3 separate regions of the Mus musculus genome follow, and all the other regions are linked to region 2. The links are chromatin contacts, called in public HiChIP or PLAC-seq maps. All regions are on one chromosome and are shown on one strand. The core of a region is the stretch at or near the end of the contact, and the rest is flanking DNA. Distances in the headings are between cores, read along the strand shown.

What was found. HiChIP or PLAC-seq counts read pairs in DNA pulled down with a chosen protein or histone mark.
Region 1: a contact with region 2 is called in an H3K4me3 HiChIP or PLAC-seq map of the 230-238 cell line, with 3 times the contacts expected there. The contact joins two enhancer-like sites. A contact is called at or near these places in 1 of 15 datasets of contacts at CTCF or cohesin (pro-B cells), 3 of 484 Hi-C or Micro-C datasets (liver, muscle stem cells and nephron progenitors) and 2 of 115 datasets of contacts at active chromatin or transcription factors (the 230-238 cell line and large pre-B cells).
Region 3: a contact with region 2 is called in an SMC1A HiChIP or PLAC-seq map of large pre-B cells, with 4 times the contacts expected there. The contact joins two enhancer-like sites. A contact is called at or near these places in 1 of 15 datasets of contacts at CTCF or cohesin (large pre-B cells) and 1 of 115 datasets of contacts at active chromatin or transcription factors (large pre-B cells).

The regions. Positions count from the first base shown.
Region 1 is chr11:45,024,021-45,028,476 of GRCm38.p6, reverse strand. No RefSeq gene overlaps it. Among named protein-coding and RNA genes, the nearest start is that of Gm51859, 62 kb to the left of the region's middle. Within about 2 kb of position 1,511, at least 16 of the 459 cell types and tissues checked have an H3K27ac peak or open chromatin away from gene starts, as enhancers often do. A contact at or near this core is called in the 230-238 cell line and pro-B cells, where this site is marked.
Region 2 is chr11:45,212,931-45,216,842 of GRCm38.p6, reverse strand. No RefSeq gene overlaps it. Among named protein-coding and RNA genes, the nearest start is that of Gm12159, 98 kb to the right of the region's middle. Within about 2 kb of position 2,517, at least 19 of the 459 cell types and tissues checked have an H3K27ac peak or open chromatin away from gene starts, as enhancers often do. A contact at or near this core is called in the 230-238 cell line and pro-B cells, where this site is marked.
Region 3 is chr11:45,439,842-45,444,019 of GRCm38.p6, reverse strand. No RefSeq gene overlaps it. Among named protein-coding and RNA genes, the nearest start is that of Gm22284, 200 kb to the left of the region's middle. Within about 2 kb of position 1,814, at least 13 of the 459 cell types and tissues checked have an H3K27ac peak or open chromatin away from gene starts, as enhancers often do.

The sequences.
Region 1 (4,456 bases), core at 262-2,761, 190 kb after region 2:
TGTGTCCTACTGTCTTTATGTGAAACTTAGGACATAAGAGCACTGCAGTGTGGGAAGGAGAGAGCAGCAACATGGCTCATCATCTCTGTATCTGCTACCGTCACATACACCATCCTTGACACAGTCCACTTGCTTTCGTTGGCTTCCTTTCCCTATCTTACAGCATCAGCTCCTGAGTCAGCTATTTCTCATCTGAAAACTCTGATGGGGGTATCTTTATTTTATTTCATGCTGGACCATCTTGCAATAGTGCTCTGGGATCGATCTCCTCTGAATCTATTCCAATCCTTTATCGCTGGATATTCATGGGTGAGTTTTCTTTTTACCTTGATTGTATTGTTGTCTACATGGGGGGATTGTGGCTATCACAAATGAGGAGGCCCAGTCAGCTTGTCTGGGAAGCAGCTAAAAAATTAATATGCAGTAAAGGCCCTGCTGTCTGATGGTAGTAGAGTCATGCTCACTAATCAAGAATTTTGGCCATTATAGAGTGACCATAACTATTACATATGGATTATTGCTTTTCCAAGGCATAAAGAGATAACATATAATTTCCTGTAAAATGAGATCAAATAATTGTGGCTTTGATAGTCCAGAGTGTGTTTTAAGAATTCATGAGGCTTCAAAGTCCATTTTGCTTTCATCAATTTTGAGTTTACCATAGAGGCATAGAAATGACTGGGAGGTGGGGAGGGGGTGGTAATTAATAGGACACTGGGTAGTAGAGACTTGCCAGGGGCTGATTTTCCTAAAGGAATCTGATTCTTTACAATTGTCCATTGATTCTGCTCTCATAGTTAGTAGAGCACCATTGGGGTAGAAAGGACGATTTTTTCCCATTTCTCACTAGAAAATTAAATGTGACTCAGCCCTGGAGACTTGCCTTTGCCCAGATTGGCTCACGCATATGCGGGGCACCCATTTCAGTTATTTGGACTTCCTCCAGATTTATTGTAAGGGGGAACCATGATCTTGTGGAGAAAGCAGAGATGAGGATGCTACGGACTTCTAGAAGATCTTAAAAGAGTTCTCAGCTGCCTTTCCTAGTAACTGAACTTCCTCAAGTCATTACCAGAAATCATGAGAGCCTCTCTCAGCCTTTGTGTCCACATCCACATCGGCAAAGCTCTGGGTGCCTGTCTTCCACGTGGCAATCCAGGCTGTGTTGCTGTCAGAGCCCACTCGGGGGCTGGGGGTGGGGGCGAGATGCGGGTGTGATTAGCTCTAAATGAAGTTCTAAACCAGTGGTACATGAAATGAAACTATTTTTCCCCCTCTTTCTCCTTCCCCTTCCCTTAACCTGAGCTTCTCATGTAAGTGGCTTCTCATTTGCTTCCTCTGAGAAAACAAAGCAAAATAAAATAACGAATGGGGTGGGGGGAGTGGTGGAAATCCCTTTGTGAAGATGAGTTCCTTTGCTGTGGATAAAAGGGAGTCGTTTGCTGCTTTCGCGGTGTCAGTATTAATTTCCAAGCAGCCAAAGCCACTGCTAATTTATTTGCAGACCGATCCCCCTGCCCAGGAGCCAGGCCGAGAAGGCGGTGGTGCCCAGCCTCCAGCTTTGTTTGCTGACAGCCTGATTTCCCACAAGGCCGTTCCCACCTGGGTTTCTGTTGGTTTTCAGTGCTTGCGCCTCCCTTTCTTCTCCCCCGCTACTGCCTCCCCAATGGCTGCTGAAGGCCCTTCTCATCTCCCGGTCTCTCTCATCCACTTCCTCCCTCCAGGCCTGAGGACTCCTGGCAGTTCTTTCTGTCACACAGCACTTAGAGGCTCTGCTGGGAACGTCCCAGGGGACACCAAATGTCTTTTTTTCCCCATTCTTTTCCCTCTCTCTCTTCCTCTCTTTCTTTTCTTTCTTTCTTTTTGCCCCCTCTTGTTTTTGTTTCAAGGACAAGATTCAAAAGAGCCTGCTACAGACAGGTTGTAGGGTGCACCTTATGATGTGCCTTCAAGTCAGGCCTGAGCAGTTTGAATAGTTGTACTCTGTCTGCAAAAGTGTCCCCCAAAGCCCATTAAATTCTGTAAAAATCTCTCAGCTTTGAGGGTTTCCTGATGGAGGCCCAATTTGGGACCCAGGCTGCCAGAAGGGTGAATCCCGCATCCTGCAAGGAGGAAAATAGTGAGCTGCTGATTTGGTTCTAGCTGGTTGCATATCAAAAGGTAGGAGGAGTGTGGGAGGAACTGGGCAGCAGCAGAGCAGACTACATACTCCCCACATGCTGCAACCAGGCAGGTAAGATGCACAGAGTACTATAGCGTGGCTCCTGTCTATGCACACGTGCTAGCCTGCCACCTCAGAGCTCATCAGCTGGTGGGGGGTGGAGGACGAGAGTGAGACATGTTCACGCCAGTGGCAAAAGCCACATCTGCATGGGACTGAAACTGAATATGGACAGCCCATTGTTGCAGATTATGGCTAAAGCCACAGGCATAGGTTGAGGCAATGAAGGACATCACTGGAGACATGTAACCTGCACCAGATACTCCTCTGGTGCAGGACTTCTGATGTACTTACTGGTTAAGAAAGACCAAGGGTAGAAATTTGCTGGCAAAATGAGCTTTGAGCCACTTATCTATTCAACCTCTGCTTAATATGTTCAGGTTATTTAATGCACTTTCTTTTGTCATTTCTGTGAATAGATGCCTCTTAGATACTCATGAGTTTGTGTTTAAAGGAGCTTTGTTTAAAATACTGGAGGTGGCTCAATGGTCAGACTGCTTTCTATATAGGCAGGAGGACTTGAGTTTGGCTCGTACCACCCATATAAAAGTTAAATATAGTGTCATTCATGAACCTGTAACCCTAGCACTCGTTGGTGGAGGCCATACAGACTGGTAGATCCCTGGAGCTCACCAGCCTCGAGACCTAGTTAGTGGTGAAGCTCCCTGCTCAAGGAAATTCTCAAAATAATGAGACAGAGAGTGACTGAGAAAGATGCCCAGTGCCAACCTCTGGCCTCCATATATGCACCCCAGAATGTTCATGTGCACCCCTGTCCCCAGGAAAACACAGACTCTGTCCATTTTGGATTCATGATTAGAATTACCAAGTTACATTATGGCAGAGGCTTTAACTTACAAAAGGCCCAAGGTGTGGCAAACAGAACTTTGTTCTCTTTGGTGATTTGACAGAGCATAAGTCTAAAAACATCCACGGGTCCCATCCCCCACTAATTATGTCATTAAACATACAAAGAGCTATCTTGTTAAGACTCGGTTTTCCTTCCCTTCCTGCCCACTAACTCCCTGAGTCTTCTTTTTCCAGATGTTTCTGCCCCAATCTCTGAGACGCCTTAGCTAAGCAAGGCTATCAGACTCCTTAGAGTTTTAAGGGTTCATTCACTCCTTAGTTTCCTTCCCTGAGCCTGCGGTGACTAAAACCTCTTTCTTTTTCTTTTGAAAACAGAAGAGATGTCATTTCCTTGCCTGTGAGTATAACTCCGAAATTCCTAAGCCAATTTCTCTCAAACTTCGTAAGCAACTCACCTTTGGGCTGAGACGAAACCGGTAAAGTTTGGGCCCCAGAGAATACTTTTTCAGAGAAGTTGCAAGTGACTAGAAACACAGCCGGATGATGAAACTAATCTGACAATTGTCACCTGCCCTCCTTGTCTCTCCGGCCTCATTCCCCCTCCTCTACCTCTCCTGGGAGTTCTGACTTTTCTTCTCTCTCTGTTAAGTTAGCAGTTCCTCACTCCCTTCCCCCCCACTCGTGTTTGTCCTCTGGGATGAAGGAAATGCTTTAAGTCTGTAAACTGCATAAATTTTCTCCCAAATCAACTTGAAGCTCAGTTTAAATTGGATGGAGGAGATTCTTTTATGGAAGCCACAGCTGTGTATCCACAGACAGAGTGGTCTGGAGAGCCGGGCTGGATCCGTAGGACACAGGGTAGCCAGTGCAGACTTCTAAAGATTGGAGTTTCTGGTGTGTATTTACACAAAGACCATTTTCCTGTAAAGCACTGAGCATGTGGGATGAAGCTTTTTTTTTTTTTTTTTTTTTTTACTCTCCCAGCGGCTTCTGTAGTTTAGAGTCCTAGTTAGGGACCCAGCCAGCTTGAACTCAGTGAAGCACGAGATGTCCAAACTGAGGGTACACCCACACAGTGTAGCCTGTAGTCCATGCACTCAAAGATGCCAGAAATGACTGAAGCCAATTTGTTTTCAATAGTGATTCTCTAGATGATGCAGAAAGTGAGCGTTTACCTGGGTGGGACTTTCCAGTTCTTTTTCCCCTGAAGGATGACCTTGAATTCCAGGAGACCAATGGGGTTTTCTTAAGATACTCACAAGGAACATTCTCTGGTGCTCTAGTGATTTCTTTGAGCTAATGTGGCCTTATGATCCCCAGTGGCAATATCTGCTGATCACTGCTGAGAGACTGGCTCGTCCTTTTTCATTCCTTCCAATTAACAGTTTGTCTTCTAGAATCTCTTTTGAGGGCAGATGACTATAT
Region 2 (3,912 bases), core at 1,268-3,767:
AAAGGGAAGGATCAGAAATGTGTGCTCTTGTATTAAAGGCCATACCAAAAAAAAAAAAAAAAACCCATGAATTGCCTAAAGTAGAGACAGATTATATAGATCAGATAGAAAGAGAAGAAACAAAGGAAGCCAGTAACTCAGGAATGAAGGCAGAAGACAACTGTTGGACCTGTTTCTTTGTAATTCATGCCTCTGGTGACAGTGGCTTAAGTATCCCTAGGAGGTGGCTTTGCTGGTGTGAAGCAGAGTTGACAACTGATATAAGGATAATCATGTCTTGTCATGGTAGGTGCCACGAGCATCCAAGATCGTGTGTGTGTGTGTGTGTGTGTGTGTGTGTGTGTTATAGTGCCTACTTAACATACATGGACATAGCTTTAATCCGAGCATGCCCTCAAAAGAGTTCAGGTTTAAAAGTTATTTAAACATTAAACATTCAGATACATGAATACATATACAACTTTGGATTTATATTACTAAAATGCTTCTCTTAAAGCCTTTTATTTAATGTGTGTGAATGTTTAGCCTGCATGAATATATGTGTTCCACATGCCAGCCCATAGCCCACAGAAGTCAGAGGAGAGCATCAGATCCCTCGGAACTGGAGCTAGATATGGTTGCTAATTACTACGTGGGTGCTCAGAAGTGAATTTGGGTATCCTCTGCAAGAGTAACAGTTACTCTTGATGACTGAGCCATCTCCCCAGCCCTACTCAATTTCTTGTTCATACTTTGTGATCCTCTCTCCTCGGGTTACAGATATGTGTAAATTTGTACATATATAAATGCTTCAGCAAGCACATTTTAGTAGTTATTATTTATTAGTCTCGATGCTAAGAGGTTTAAACAAATATTCCATTCAATCCTAAACAAGCCCCATGAGATGAGTGCTATTGACTCTCATTTTCCAGATACGGAAAGAGACTTAACTATGGTAAAGAAAGCCCCTGACACATATCACACATTTAGAACACATTAAGGTTTGACTTCAACAAGAACAGTCAGATACCATATCCTGCAAAAAGAGTAGCCGCCCTCTATCTATTCCTGGGTAATATGGAGCTGGCTTAACAAAATGCCAGGATAATAATCTGAACAACAACAGAAGGCCCAGGGTCTTGGATCTGAGCTTTCAGGCTGATTCTGAGTCTTGTGGCACTGTTTTCATAAAACACTCCAAAGTAGATGTAGTCTGACATTTGAACCTTGTGCTGTTCTCTGCCATGTTTTATTACTTCTCTGTACACCAGGCAAGAGGACTCCAAACAGAGGAGATGGCAGCTTAAAGAAAGGAGTGTGAGACTCTTGAGAGCCCTTTTCTTTTTCCCCTTACACGGGTCCCACAGGTCTGAGAAAGTCAAGGGCTTGATATTTACTATTCATTGGCTCGGCACACATGGAGATCTGCGCTCAGAAGCCACAGAAAACGGAAAAAATGAAGTTGGGCACCTCCCAGCAGTTCCGGTGTTTCAGGAAGACACACTGAGGCTGCTCTTTGAGGGCTGCTGTGCAAGGTATGAGCAGCAAGGCAAGAGCCAGTACTCTCCGAGAGCCTTGACCTTCCCAGACATCTCCAGAAGCAAGTCCCAGCATTGCATGTCTCCAAAGATGAGAATTTGGGTGATGTTTCTTAAAGGTCACAGAAGCTTTTTAACAGCCAACAGCTCAGAAGCTGGTACACAATTCTGCCTCAGTTGCTTGAACCACCCCTCTCTTCTGACCCTGCAGCTTGTCCTGCCCCTCTCTATAATGCATCTTATTCTTTCTTTTCCACTAACTGTGGAGACCTGCACTGGCATCAAGTTTAGACAGTGATGGAATGGTACACACCTGGGAACAGGAAGCCAGGCTTAGTATAGCTGTTGAAGTACCTGGGGCTCACGTGGAGACAACAGATATAATAAATACATTGACTGGGCCAGACTCCAGCTGCTAGAGATGAATGCAATACTCTTTATGTCTTTGCTGAGGCTTTATATGTGCCCAATGATACCAAAGGACCCAGAGAAAACCTGCAGCATGGCTCAGAAGTACAGTTAATGCCTGTTTAATGTTAATGTTTCCTGTTTGACATGTGTTCTCTCTAATTCCTAGGTACAGAGATTTCTGGAAATGACTCATTATGTTTCCAAATCCTAAATTGATGTGTAACATAGAATCAGTACTCAAATGCTCGCCAAGTGTCCCTAACAAGATGACCTTACTCTTCTTTGGGAAATTAGTTGTTAACACCCTTTCAATGTACACATATGGCATGGGGTACTCCTGCAGTTGCAGGGTAGAGGAGCTGAGGGGCACTTTGACACAGAGAGAGAATCTTCCCAAAGCTGGGATTTCCTTTAAAGATCACCCTATTGCTGTGATAGAAGGGTGGCTTGCTAGTTGTTACATCAAAATACAAGAGAAAGCAATTAAGGTAGGGTAAGATTTATTTGGCTTGCAAGTCTGGGGTAGAGAGCCGGGGACAGCATCACAGGCCAAAGAGAGCTAGTCAGCTTCACTCACACTCAGGAAGCAGAGAGTAAACAGGAAGTGGGCTCTAGCTAGGAAGACTCAAGGGCTTGCCCCTGGGGAACTATTTCCTCTTATGAGGTTCTACTTCCTGGAGTTTCACAGCCTCCTCAAACAGCACCACCATGAAGTCCAAGTGTTCAAACACAGGAGCCTATGGGATCATTTCATGGAAGAAGAGTGGAGGAATAAGGCAGATATGATCTTCAGGTTCCCAAAATCACACAGGACAACAATTCTTTTCCTCGGTTAACCAAAATCTTCATATTCCGGATGTCTGTGGTATTGTGAGATTCATTTACCTGTCCATGTACACCTGCCATCCTGGAAAATATTTCCAGCATAAGGGCATGTTCTCAACATCTGCTTTAATACAGGGAGGATCCAGCATGGTAGACAATGTGGATCTGGAGGCAGGGGATATTCTGTCCTAACACCAGATGTTCCATTGTGATGACATTCTTTTGCTTTAAAAAGAGGCATTCCTCAGTTACTGTGATAAAATTTCTCTTCCAAAGAAAAAGCGAGTTTTCACAGGGACAGAAATCAGAAACGAATCAACCTATTTTTTTTTTTTTAAAAAGAAGATCCGTTAAAATCAATTCCTTAAGATTCTTCCTTCACCATTTCAAACCAGCATTTCCCTCCTTGTATGCTTGTATGTTTACATGGGTGGACAGCAAGCATGTGAGGACATCTGGTAAGTGCCTGTGGGTACCCATGGAAGCCAGAAGAGAGCAGCAGGTCCTGGAGCTGGAGCCCCTGAAAGAGCAGTAAGTCCTCTTTACCACTGAGCCGCTGCTCCTGCCTCTCCAATCAGCATTCTTGGTGACTTCACTTTTGATGGGCTCCACCTCCATTGTGACATTTGATGAGGAAAAGCAACACTCACTTGGCAGTTTTTGTTGAGCTTACATTTCTGAGGTCTCAGCATCTAGAGAAAATGTGGCCACATATATACATCTGTAATTAGTGAAGTTTTCCACATGCAAAGTGGTGATCAATGATATAGGAAATTTACATCATGTGTATTACTCTTTGCATAATACCAAGGTCTCAGGTATCACTAGGTTGTTTGTGTATATTTGATGTACTCATAGTGTACATAGATACATAGCATACATAGCTTGAAAGCAGTGTTCAGCCAAGGGCTCGGAAGTTTAAACCTGACTATGACTTAAACTTTCCCTGAAGCACTGACAAATAGGTTTTCTGAACTTTCTAAGTCTATACTTGTGATATGATTATGATCTACAGAATAAAAGCTAGAGATTTTGGTCTCTGTTAAGGTTCTTCTGAAGCTACGGGACTCATGGGACTCATTTCAACTATTTGATGACTATGATTGCAGCCATGACCCACCGTGTCTCACTCTTTTGGTGTTTTGTTTTGTTTTTCTCT
Region 3 (4,178 bases), core at 565-3,064, 230 kb before region 2:
CCTCCTAAATAGGACCCTGTGATGCATGAGCCGTTACACCTGGTGTTGAGAGTACAGTAGAGGCATAAGAAGCTAAAATAGCATCCCCATTTTCTTCTCAGTCTATTTGGGAGTGTAATCTCTAAAACTGGTACAAGGAATGTTTGTCTGTCTTGGATAGTCAGGGTAGACTTTGCAGAGGTACTCATTTTTAATCTGAAAAACTGGAGAGCAATTTGGATTCGATGAGACCCAGTTCACAGGAGAACCAATCAACATTTCCAGGCAAAGAGAAGACTCTATAAAGGGGCAAAGGACAGTTGAAACAGGATGGTGTTTGCTGGAGTGGTTGCTGAAGAGAGGCTGCTGTTACCGATGCTGTTGAAGAGGGAGGGTTACTTGGATCGCTCCTCAGATGGACTTTTGTAACAATTGTGATTAGTAGCTGTGGAGAAAAAAAAAACTGTCTGAAAACCAGTGGTCGGGCTGGAGAGGTCCGCCAAAGGTTAAGAACACTTACTGCTCTTGCAGAGGACACAGGTTTAGTGTCCCTCACATGAGGTAGCTCACAATCACCTATAACTCAGGTTCCTGGGAATCTAATGTCCTCTTTTAGCCTCTGCAGCACGTGCACACATGTGGCATATAAAACTCTGTCTCCCTCTTTAAAACACGCACACATGCACTCACGCACTCGCGCGCATTCACACACACACACACACACACACACACACACACACACACACCTTTATAAAACAATGACAACACTAAGGAATTGGTGTTAGTAGTCAGTGTCATTCATTGACTTCTTGCTAGGTTAAGTTTGTATGTGTAGAATCTCACTCAATTTCATCATTGTTTAGTGAGAAGCTCATAAAGTGAGAACTTATTATTATTATTATTATTTTTTACCAAAGCTATATTTAACCAAGGCAGAATCGGGTATAAGGGCCCATCCAATTTCACATAGTAAGTATAGAAGGGGGGCACATCTTTGGGCATTTTAATTCCACACCAGTCTGCTGGGGGCATAGACAAACCCCCTAAGCCCTTTGGCATAGAATGTGCTGGACCTCATATATTGGGTATCTAGCAGCGTCTGTGACTCTTGCTCATCAAGTACAATGGCTTTCAGGAGCTACAACACAATTGCATTTCAGAGGGTCTTGTTTTCTATTTCTTAAAGAAGCTACACATATTAAAAGCAAATATGGTGATTTTATGCGTTAACTAAGTGTTGTAGTTTGAACTTAGCCATACCAATTGGGCACTTTTGGCAACACAGTTTGTACAATAAGCCAAGCACTTACAATTTATGTAATCATTTATAATTTAAAATACATGCCAACACAGATTTTACCTCATTGAGGGGTGGGGCCTTATGAGGCTCCCCCTCCACATGAGGAAATGTTGATGGGCCCAGTTGAAGGCTTTCTTTTAAGGCCGTGCATATGCAGCCTAATGTTCTGTGAGGGTATAATACATATTAACTATGTTAACTGCACCCCACATATACATGCCCTAAAATGCAAGGATGGATCCAGAGATGAATAAAGGAGAAAATATTCAGGGAAATTCCAGTTCCCCCCAGTTTATAAAAGGAAACATTTGAAGAACAAGGAGAAAAGGGAATACTTGCGACTTGCGATTCAGAGGTAAGGGCAAAGAACTGGATCCTATGAAAAGCAGAACAAAGACAGAGCTGTCAAATGTCAGCTTGTCAAAGGCAATTAAGAGTAGTTTCAAACAAGTGAGGCTGATAGGAAAGTGAGCAGAGGAGGGAGACTCTCTGGGGCCACAGGGGAAGAAAGTAACACGGGTAGGGGTAGGCTGGGAGGCGGTACCAAACCTAGCAAAATCTCCACGGCTGGTTCTAAACAGCATGGCCTGAGTTCTCAAACAGAGCAGGGACCAAGTGGGGGGAAGGACCAGACATTCTGGTCATTCATGTAGAACCTCAATGACACACCCAGATAGTCGGCATTCAAGTCTCGGCCACTGAACCACGCAGGGCAGTGAACTGGCTCTTAGATACGTTCTTTGCCTTGTCTGTTACATGGATCTCAGCAGAGCTCCTGATCCTTGCAGAACTGAAGGAACGATGGAGTGAAGTCATGCAAACCAATGTTTCACATTGCTCCACACACACAGCAAACTGTTCATCAGTAAATATCAGTGATGTTGACAGCACCACTGTCTGGACAAGAGATGCTAATCAGTCTTCCATTCTCTGTCTGGAGTCTTCCTCACTGGGTGGACCACAATGCTTGCTTAGGATGGGCCTTTGAAACTGCCTGTGAAATGAACGAATAGCTCTTTTCCCTAGAATTATCATTATCATTATTATTTTGGTTCAACCACTTTTGCAGTTGATTTGCACGTCCTCCTGCAAGGGAGTATACAGTGGTGAGAATTTTAATGCATGAGTGGTTTGGACAACAGCCCCAAATGTCTTATTTTTACTACATATTATTATAGCACTACATTCATGGTTAGGGGTCAGCTGCCATTTCCTGAGCTTTATAACATGCCTGTTTTAATTAACATCAAGCTAAATTTTGGCAAACAGGTGGTCAGCCCAGATGTGAATGTTATTTTTAAAAGTGCCTTATGGCTGTTAAATCTCTCCTTTTTTTTTTTTTAAAAAAAAAGCAAAACCTATATGAGTGTGGGCATGTGGTGGGGGAGGGGACAGCAGTGCAGTAAAATCTGAAATACTGATTATCTCAGGCTTTCCTTAGGCAAGCTTCAATGACGACAAGAGGCTTTCAAAATTATTAAAATATGTGTACATAGGCCATGGACTAATAAATTAAATGAAAGCCAGAATTACAATAAAAACGAGGTGGCCACACACTGGACAGATAAAAGAAAGTATATAGAGGGTTACACATGCTCTGTGTAGCTTAGAAAAATAAGTGGCAGAGTATGAGTGTCAGGCCACAGGAATGCACTGCATGCAGGTTTCTACTCTTAGAGATATGACAATTTGTTTGCATGTGTGTGAACAGTGGTCACACAAAACCCTTCACCCCCTTTCTTACACATGTACATATTTATAAACCCAATCATTATAATATAGGTTTAGATAAAATTAATCTCTTGGGGTCCTATTTTCTTCAAATTCAAGTGTGGGCATGTGTGTGTGTGTGTGTGTGTGTGTGTGTGTGTGTATGTGTGTGTGTGTGTGTGTGTGTATGTGTGTGTGTGTGTGTATGTGTGTATGTGTGTGTGTGTGTGTGTGTGTGTGTGTGTGTGTGTGTGTGTGTGTGTGTGTGGCAGGCTGAGAACAACTTTGGGGAGTTGATTCTCACCTCTGCACCTTGTTTTTGAAGTACTATTTCTCTTGTTATTTTTGCCACTGCACACTCCAGGCTGGCTGGCCTGTGAGCATCCTGGTACTTCTCCTCTCTCAGCCTTGCATCTTCTGTATCCATTTTGGGATGTTGGACATACGCTACCACATGCAGCTCTTTTACAGACATTCCACTGAGGACTTCGGGTTGTCAGGTTTGCCCATTTGCCCACTGAGCCATCTCCCTGGAACTACTCTTATATTTTTAAACTAGACCCTGTGATTCATGGCATCTTTGTTGATACTGCTTTATCCTGGTGTAAGTTTCATGCCAGGGCCATGACTTTGACCTTCTGAATGGTTTATCAAATCCTCATTTCTCTTTGTTATCCCTTCATCTATGTTATGGCTCTCTCAGTCTGGGCCACTGTAGTAGAAACAGCCTGGTGCAGCTACATCTGCTGATGCAGGCCTCTAAATCTGTTATCTATATATCACATACAGCATTATTTATTTAAAATGAAATTTAAGCATATTCTTTCTCTGGATAAACATCTTATGGCATTTAGTCATCCCACTGGATTAAGTTAAAACTCTTAATCATGGCCTTCAAGGCCTGGGAAACCTTGGCCGTGCCTCTAGCTCCTTCCACAACCTTCTGGATTTCTGTGCTTTAAATGCCCTGATTTCCTTCTGCCTCCTGAATTTCCTACATTCTCCATTGACGCAGAAACTTGGCGTATCCTGTCTCCACTTTTATTTCCTCATTATGTAATTAATTGGACCTAGGGTTCCTTAGCTTGGTTACAGTTCTTGGGTGAGAAGGCATGTATGAGTGCAGATGTCACTGGGAACAGGAGCACACCTATCACACAAAGGTCTAAATGGCATGCTTTGTGAAGAA